Regions from separate parts of the Anser cygnoides genome. Here region 1 is linked to region 2. Evidence: chromatin contacts called from public Hi-C data. All regions are on one chromosome and are shown on one strand. The core of a region is the stretch at or near the end of the contact, and the rest is flanking DNA. Distances in the headings are between cores, read along the strand shown. Region 1 holds the start of BCAS3 (BCAS3 microtubule associated cell migration factor). Region 2 holds the start of TBX2 (T-box transcription factor 2).

Region 1 (4,041 bases), core at 530-3,029, 370 kb before region 2:
TAATGTGTTTGTTAAAGTGTAGCAATATATAACCTGCATTTTTTTTTTTAATGGGGAAGTAAAATGCCAATACTTCATTCCAAGGGCTAGGGTGGTATTTTTAGAATCTAATTCTTTACTGCTGGCACAATAAAACATGGGCTGGAATTAGGCCTGCTATCTATATATGTTACCATGGTTACAGAAATCCTAGAGGAATTGCACACTTTCTGAAAATGTATAATTCTCTTTCATCCAGCCAGTGAATGCAGCCCAATCTTACAAGATGAAAGTAATGAGCTCTGTCCAAATTGGATTCAAGAATTTATTTGTGTATATGGTTGTAACCTATGGTTAACAAAGTTTTATTATAACCAGTGTTGAAAATTGTATGCTACATGGGAGGGGGGAGGGGGGAGAACATAAAAGCTAGCTGTAGCTATATACACACTTATCTAGCAACTAGCAACACTCCTTGCAACAAACTATGATGGTAATTGTCTATTTTCAATTTTACCTTGTGACATTCAACTAAAAAAAAGTCACAAAAAATGCAAGTGTAACAGTTCCATATCTGTATTATAGAATTAGAATATCCGAGTTGGAAGGGGAGGAAGGGGACCCACAAGGATCATCACATCCAACTCCTGAGTCCCCAAAGGACCACCCAAAACCTCAGACCTGAGTCTGAGTGTGTTGTCCAAATGCTTCTTGAACTCTGGCAGGCTCAGGGCTGTGACTGCTTCCCTGGGGAGCCTGTTCCAGTGCTTGACTAATGCTGCTGCTTATGATGTAAAAAAAAAAAAAAAAAAAAAGAGAAAAGACTGATTACATAGATGCAAAATTTATTTTTTCATTAAACTTGGTTGCATTCAACTGTGGTGCCTCCTTCTGTTTACTCTTGACAGTTCTGGTCTTGGGCTTCTCCAGCTGGAGAGACAGACACCTGCTTTTTTTTTCACTTTTAACAAACTAGACAAAAAACAGGCTTCTCTTTTCCTTTTTATTTTTTCTTCCTGGGAGAGCCGTTGAGTGATAGTAAGGGTTAAACACACAAAGCTCCTCAGCAGTAGAGAAACTCCCTTGCTGATGTGGATTGGCTGCAGTTTATTTTCCCCACCTATGCTATCATTTGACTGCCCTGAAATTAATTAGCGGAGCTGAGACGGGCGGTGTGGCAATGTGTAGCTGAGGTGTTAACGCAGTCCCTGTTCCATAAATCAGGTCTGAGTCACACAAGCTGTTTGTGAAACAGAGCTCCAGCATGTGCAAGGAAACAGTTCCCCGTCATCAAAAAACAGCTGAGCGCCTGTGGTGGTTCAAGAAAAGCCTGACACTTTTTCACCCTATGATGGGACAACTTGTTTAAAGGCTGGATGTGGCACTTAGGGACATGGTTTAGTGGGTGACATTGGTGGTCAGGTGATGGTTGGACCAGGTACGTTTAAGTATTTTCCAACCTTAATGATTTGATGATACTAACTTGCTGAGATGAGAAGCCACGATTTAAAACTTCCCTCATGCTGAGAGGAGCAGGGAAGGAATCCTAGAATAGGCCCTGGGGGAGCACAGAGTCCGACTGCTGGCCGTGCACAGCACCTCCCAAATACTCAGACGGGGTGTCTGAGCATTGTCCAAACACTTTTTGGGCTGTGTCACGCTCGGAGCCGTGCCCCCTTCCCTGGGGAGCCTGCTCCGGTGCCCTGACATTAGCTATTTCGCACAGAAACACGGCAGGTTACACGGAAATTATCGGGAAACAAACAATTTATTAGGCGATCATTGCGCCTCAGGGGCAGACATGGCGCCTCAAAATGGCGCCCTCCACCACGCGCCCCCTCAGCGCCGCCCGCAGCCCCCCCGCGGCCGCCGCCTTCCCGCCCATTCCCGCCGGCCCCGCCCCCGCCCACGTGCGCGGGACTGGCGCGGCGGCTCTCGCGAGATCTCGATGTAAACAAAGCTGCGGGGGGGGGGGCGGAGGGGGCAGCGCGGGCCGTGTTTTGCTGCCTCAACCAAGCTTGGGGGCGGGCCGGGGCGGGGCAGGGCGCAGCCGCTCTCCAGCTCTCTCCGCGCCCCGCCCCGTTCTGGAAACCGAGACGGGGATTGGATGGCGGCAGGGAGCGGCCCGCCCTCGGCGGCGCGTGATTGGCTGGGCGCCTGAGGTGCGCTGGGTGTCATTCCCCGTGGGGGTCCCAAATAGTGTCAGTGAGGCGGCGGCAGGTGAGGGGCGCGGGGCCGGGCGGGACGGGGCCGCTCTGAGGGGGCGGGTGGCAGCCGAGGGGCGGCGGCTGAGGCCGGGCGGGCGGCGGCCGGGGCCCCGGGGAGCGGCTGTGGGGAGGCCGCGGGGGGCGCCCGGCGGGGTCCCGGCGCTCCCCGGCCGGCCGCGGCCTGACGGACAGCGCGGCCGGGCGGCAGCGCGGGGGCCGCCGCCGGGCTCCGGGCGGTCTGTCCTGTTTTATTTTTACGTTTTCATTTATTTTTTTGCCTAGGAGTTGCTGCTCGCGGCTCCGGGGCCCGCGGGAGGGTTTCTGCGGGGCGACCCCGCCTCGGCCGCTCGGTGCGGGGCCGGCGCCGCGAGCAGGCGGGGTCTGAGGGGGGCTCGGCGCGTCCCGGCCCGGTGTTCCTGTCAGGGGCGGACGGGCGTCGCGCTGCGCTCAGGCTGCGGAACGCCCCAACTTCCAGGGGCTAAGACCGCAGGGATGGAGCCCTGCTGACAGCCGGTGCCGTGTGGGGGGTTGGCCTTTGGCGTCCCTTCAGTCCTTGGTTTGGGGTGGGGGTGAGGGGGGCACAGCGGCTGGGCGGGTTCTTGGCACCTCTGGTGCCTCTCAGGTGTCTCCTTGTCTGCAGCGAAGCTGTTGCGAATTCACATGCGAAGCGCTACAAGTGTGGAGGCAAACTTGAGGGGGTACGAAAACTGACATAAAGTAAAATGTGTTTCATCACACTTTTTATGTTACCTGCACTGTAACCCACTACAGATCTTATAAGCGCATTACACAGCAGTTATGACTGTATGTGTTTATACACATGATTTTCTGAGATCATGCCTTATTAAATTGCGGTCTTACATAATGCTGATAACACCTGTATTTCTGTACCATTATCTTTAATGTACAGTCCAAAGAAAACTTTCTATTTTATTACGCTGCTTTGTGTTGATTTTTTTGCCTTTTTTTTGCTCACACACATGACAGGAGGCGTGTTGTTTGAAGTACTGAAAAAATAATTTTTTAGAGTGCTGTAAAGGGGTGTTATACGGGTTTGTGTAAGCCATTTCCTTCTTCAGGAGTTTTTCATCATTCTGAAAAATGTGGCAAGAACTAGTATAGTAATCAATTGTTATACAAAGGATTATTATTAAAAAGAAATGCGCTTCTTACAGGTATCTGCAAAGGAACAATGGCGACAGAATCTCCACGCCGCCCTAGTCGATGTACTGGAGGAGCAGTGGTTCGTCCACAAGCTGTCACGTAAGCACCTTCTGGAAGAAAAGCCCATATTTGAAATACTTTTTATGTCTCGTATGTGAAGAACCCAGCCCAAACTCTCTGGCAAAGCCAGCTCTGAGAGCTTCTGCTGACAATACAGTTTTGTTGCATTGAGTATTTTCTAATAAACGAAAGTCAGCAGTTGTTGCTTTCCTGTCTCCTGGGCCTATGCAGGTCAAGCTGTCTCCCTCAATGGGCTGCTTTTTATGTAATACACCAAAACCTTCCATCAGCCTTCAGAGTTGTACAGTTTAAAGACAAATACTTTATCTTAAAATGTCTTGTTGTTTACTTACACAGTTTTGTTGAACAAACACCACACTGGCCATAGATTAATGACTGCAAACCTCTTCCTTAGGCTAGAGGGAACACGTGTACCAAGTTCCTTTCTTGCTGTTCTTGTAATAATACCTTGTAACAGGGATGGATGTATTAAAACATATAACCTACCACTGTAACACAATAAATTGTGTTAGAGGTTTGTCTTGCAGCCACGTGAAAGAAGAATTTGTTGTATTGTGGAATCTCTCAACAAATTCATTTGTTTGCAGTGACCTTTTTCTTCTCAGTAAGC
Region 2 (3,700 bases), core at 941-3,440:
CCCCCGACGGGCGCGGCACAGAGGGTCGGGGAGACGAGGCTGCTCTGCATCGGTTTTTATTCTGCAGGCGAGGGCGTTTACGACGTTACAACGGTGCGGGGGGCGGCGGCCGGGGGCGGCAGGCCCTGTGCCGGCGGAGAGGCGACGTTTCCTGGCGGGGTCGCGGCTGCAGGCAGGGCCCGGTGGGCTGCGCCCCGCCGTTCCCCTCGGAGGTGGCCGCGGGTCGCCGTCGGGGCCGCGGGAGAGTTGCCCCCGGCGTGGGGCAATGCGAGGCTCCGGGATCGCTTTGCGAGGGGGAAGGAAAACACAACAAAACAAAACAAACAAACAAAACGGGGGGGAGGGGGGGGGTAGAGGGGAGTAGGAAGAAAAAAAGCCCGAGCAAGCCCCATTTTTGCCAAGGCTGCTGTCAGCACATTTCCGCGGTGGCGAGGAAGCAAAGTCCAAAGCAGGTCTAAATTTCAAACCCCGCTCGCCACCTCGCCCTGTTCAATGGTCAGCGGGACCCCCCCGGCCCCACCGCCCCTCACGGCGGCCGGGACCGGCACGGGCAGCCCCGGAGCGGCCGCGCTGTGGCCGCCCCGTCGGGGGCCGGGCGGCGAAGATGAACCTGCGGCGGGGGGAGCGGCCCCGGGGACAGCCGAGGCTCTGCTCGGGGCTCTCGGCGACGCCGGGAGGGCAGCGACCAGGGCTTGCTGTCAGCAGGATGAGCCTTAGTGGGGGCAGAAAGAGGGGAGAGGAGGCGGCGGGGACGGGGGTACCCGGGCGTCCCCGCGTCCCACCCTGCGCGGGAGCAGCGCAGCGCGGCCCCGAGGGGACAGCGGCCGCCGGAGCAGGACGGGGGCGGCTTCGGCCGCGCCTCGCTGCGCGTCCGCGGAGCGGTGGGGCCGGGGGGGGCGGGCCGGGGGGCAGAGGAGGGGGCCCGCCTCCGCTCCCCCCGTCCCGTCTGGCCGCAGAGCAGGCGGCGGGGGCAGGAGCCTTGTAAGGCACGCAGGGCGCTTTTTGAAGATTTGGGGGTAAATATGAAGTGACAAGAGACGGGTCTTTATTGTGAGGGCTCAGCCGCCTGGCGCCAGGGCCCTCTTCAGCCACCGCAGCCCTCAGTTAATCAGCGCAGATCTCCAAACGGACCTCTCCGCGGGGACACCCACCGCGCCCGCCGCCCCCCCCGGGCCCCGGCGCGGCGGGACCGGCCCTAATCCCTCTGCAAACAGCCCCGGCATTTCCCCCTCCGCCTTATCTGCCTCCCCCCGCCCGGGTAAACAGCCCCTCCGGCCGGCCAGAGCAGCGCCAACCCCGGGGGCCGCGGCCCCGACGGCTGGGGCGGCCCCGGGGGCCCGGCCTCCCGCTGCCCGCCCGGCTCCTCGCGGGGCGCCCCGACGGCGGGGTCCGCGCCCCGTCCGTGCGCTCAGGGCTCCTGGCGGGACCCCCCCACACGCACCCGTCCGTCGGGGCGGGGGGCGAGGGGGGGAGCGGGAGCGAGGGCAGGGCGCGAGTGTCCGCCACTCACCCGCGCTGGAGCTCGCCGCTCGGGCCTCGCCGCCTGCAGCTCTCCCACGGCCCGGCCGCGCCGACGGGGCCGCGCTCCCGGCGGCCTCCCCCGAGCCCGGGCCGCCCCGTCGGCGGGGCGCGGAGCGGGGCGGGCCCCACCTTGATCCTCTTTCCAGGATCTGTCGTAAGACGGCAGCCGCCGAGCTCCGGCCCCCCCCTCAACCCCCCCCCCACCCAACCCGCCGCCCCCGCCCACCCCCCTCCGCCCCCGCCCGGGGCTGCGCGGCCGCGGAAAGCTGCGGGGCGGCCCCCGGCCCCCCCCCCCCCCGGCCCCGCTCCGCGCTCCGCCGCGGTGGCTCCGCGCTGTCCCCGCACCGGCGGCCGCCGCTCCCCGGCCGCGGCGCAGCCAGGGCTGACCCGGTATGCGGAAAGGAGCCGGGGGTGGGATTTCGAGCACTTTTCTCTGTCATTGGTTAATATTTTATTCTGTTGACATGTTTTCTTACTGCCGATGCTTCCGACACCTTCTTCTTTTTTTTTTTTTCCTTTCTTTTTTTTTTTTTCCCTTCTTCCCGTCCTCCCTCCCTCCCTCCTCGCCCCCCCCCCCGCCCCCCCGCGCCCGGAGCTTGGCCGGAGCTGTCAAAACCACGCCTATGCAGATCCACAATTGGTCTGAAACGCGTAAAATCAGCAATCAAGGGGGCTTGGCTCATTAGCGGGCGGATCAGAGCAGGAAGGACATGTGAGATAGTCACAGTTTTACAGAGATCACGACAAGATCTAACCGTTTCCACCCGGGCTCCTTGAGCCATGAGCAGCCCTCGCCCGAGCGCCGGCCGCGGGGCGCGCAGCGGTGCCGGGGCGCAGGCCGGGCCCGCGGGGGTGTGAGGGCAGCGCGGCCGCCCCTGCCCGCGCCCCCGCCCCGCTCTCGGTGCCGGTTCAGCGCCGGGAAGGACTTCGCCGGGAGGGCTTTTTGCCCTCGCTCGCTCTCCCTCGCTGCGACAACAACAACAAAAAAATAAGGACCTACTGTCTCCCCTCCGCAGACCGGGAGTCCCAGGAGCCGGGAACTGCCTCTCGCTTTTTTTTTCTTCTTCTTCTTCTTTTTTTTTTTTTTTTTTTCCCAGATCTAGTTCCGCTGTTTTTCGGCTTTTTTTTTTTTTTTGTGTGCGTTTTTTATTTTTGCTGTTGATTTTTCCTTCCTCTTCCAGAGACTCGAGCGAGTTCGCTGGGCAGGAGAGACAAAAAATACTACTACTAATAATAACAATAATACACACACACGTTTTTGTAAAGGGAATCCCTCTTTTTCTCCTGGATTTGTGGATGCACCGATGAGAGATCCAGCCTTCCCAGGGACTGCCATGGCTTACCACCCCTTCCACGCACCCCGGCCGGCCGACTTCCCCATGTCCGCCTTCCTCGCAGCCGCCCAGCCTTCCTTTTTCCCCGCTCTGGCTCTGCCTCCGGCGGCGCTGGCTAAGCCCATGCCGGACCCCGGGCTGGCCGGGGCGGCCGAGGCCGGGCTGCACGTCTCGGCCCTGGGACACCACCACCAGGCAGCCCATCTGCGCTCGCTCAAGAGCCTGGAGCCCGAGGAGGAGGTAGAGGACGACCCCAAAGTGACGCTGGAAGCCAAAGAGCTTTGGGACCAGTTTCACAAGCTGGGCACCGAGATGGTGATCACCAAGTCGGGAAGGTAAGAGCCGGCCCCGCGCAGCCCCGCGCAACCCGCCCGCACCTGCGGGGCTGCGCAGCGCCCTCGCCCCCCGGCCCCAGCCCTTCCCCGCCGCTCGCCCAGCTCGCCCCGGGGAATTCACCCCGGGCGACAGTCGATGGGGTTTCGATGCCGGCAGTTTTCGGAGGTATTTAACCCCCCCCGCCAGCTATCCCCCCCCCAGCCCCCCCAGTTATTACTTTTTAAAGCGCGGTCCCAAATGAAATTAGTGCGCGCTAATTGAGCGCCCGCAATCCCCCGCTGCATTTGTTTACGCCGCTCTCGGCGGCTCCTCGCCGCCCGCAGCTTTTCCTGCCCCTGCCAAACTTTCCCCGCCGCCGGGGTCGGCCCCGGCCCCGCTGCCGGCCCCGGAGGAGGCAGAGGAGGGCAGCGAGAAGGGGCTCGGTCCGGGGATCCCCTTGGGCTCTGCCCTCTATTTCTTGGAAGGGGATTTGAAGCTTTTTCCCCTCTTTCTTCCCCTATGGGCGCAGC

The links. A called contact is a pair of places that touch in the nucleus more often than the background predicts.
Region 1: a contact with region 2 is called in a Hi-C map of liver, with 9 times the contacts expected there. The contact joins the promoter of BCAS3 here to the promoter of TBX2 in region 2. A contact is called at or near these places in 3 of 7 Hi-C or Micro-C datasets (granulosa cells and liver).

The regions. Positions count from the first base shown.
Region 1 is chr18:10,613,377-10,617,417 of Taihu_goose_T2T_genome, reverse strand. BCAS3 (BCAS3 microtubule associated cell migration factor) reads left to right here and starts at 1,779. Exons shown (of 26, transcript XR_010825687.1): 1 at 1,779-2,199; 2 at 3,362-3,449.
Region 2 is chr18:10,243,539-10,247,238 of Taihu_goose_T2T_genome, reverse strand. TBX2 (T-box transcription factor 2) reads left to right here and starts at 2,190. Exons shown (of 7, transcript XM_048074274.2): 1 at 2,190-3,190. The coding sequence starts at 2,826.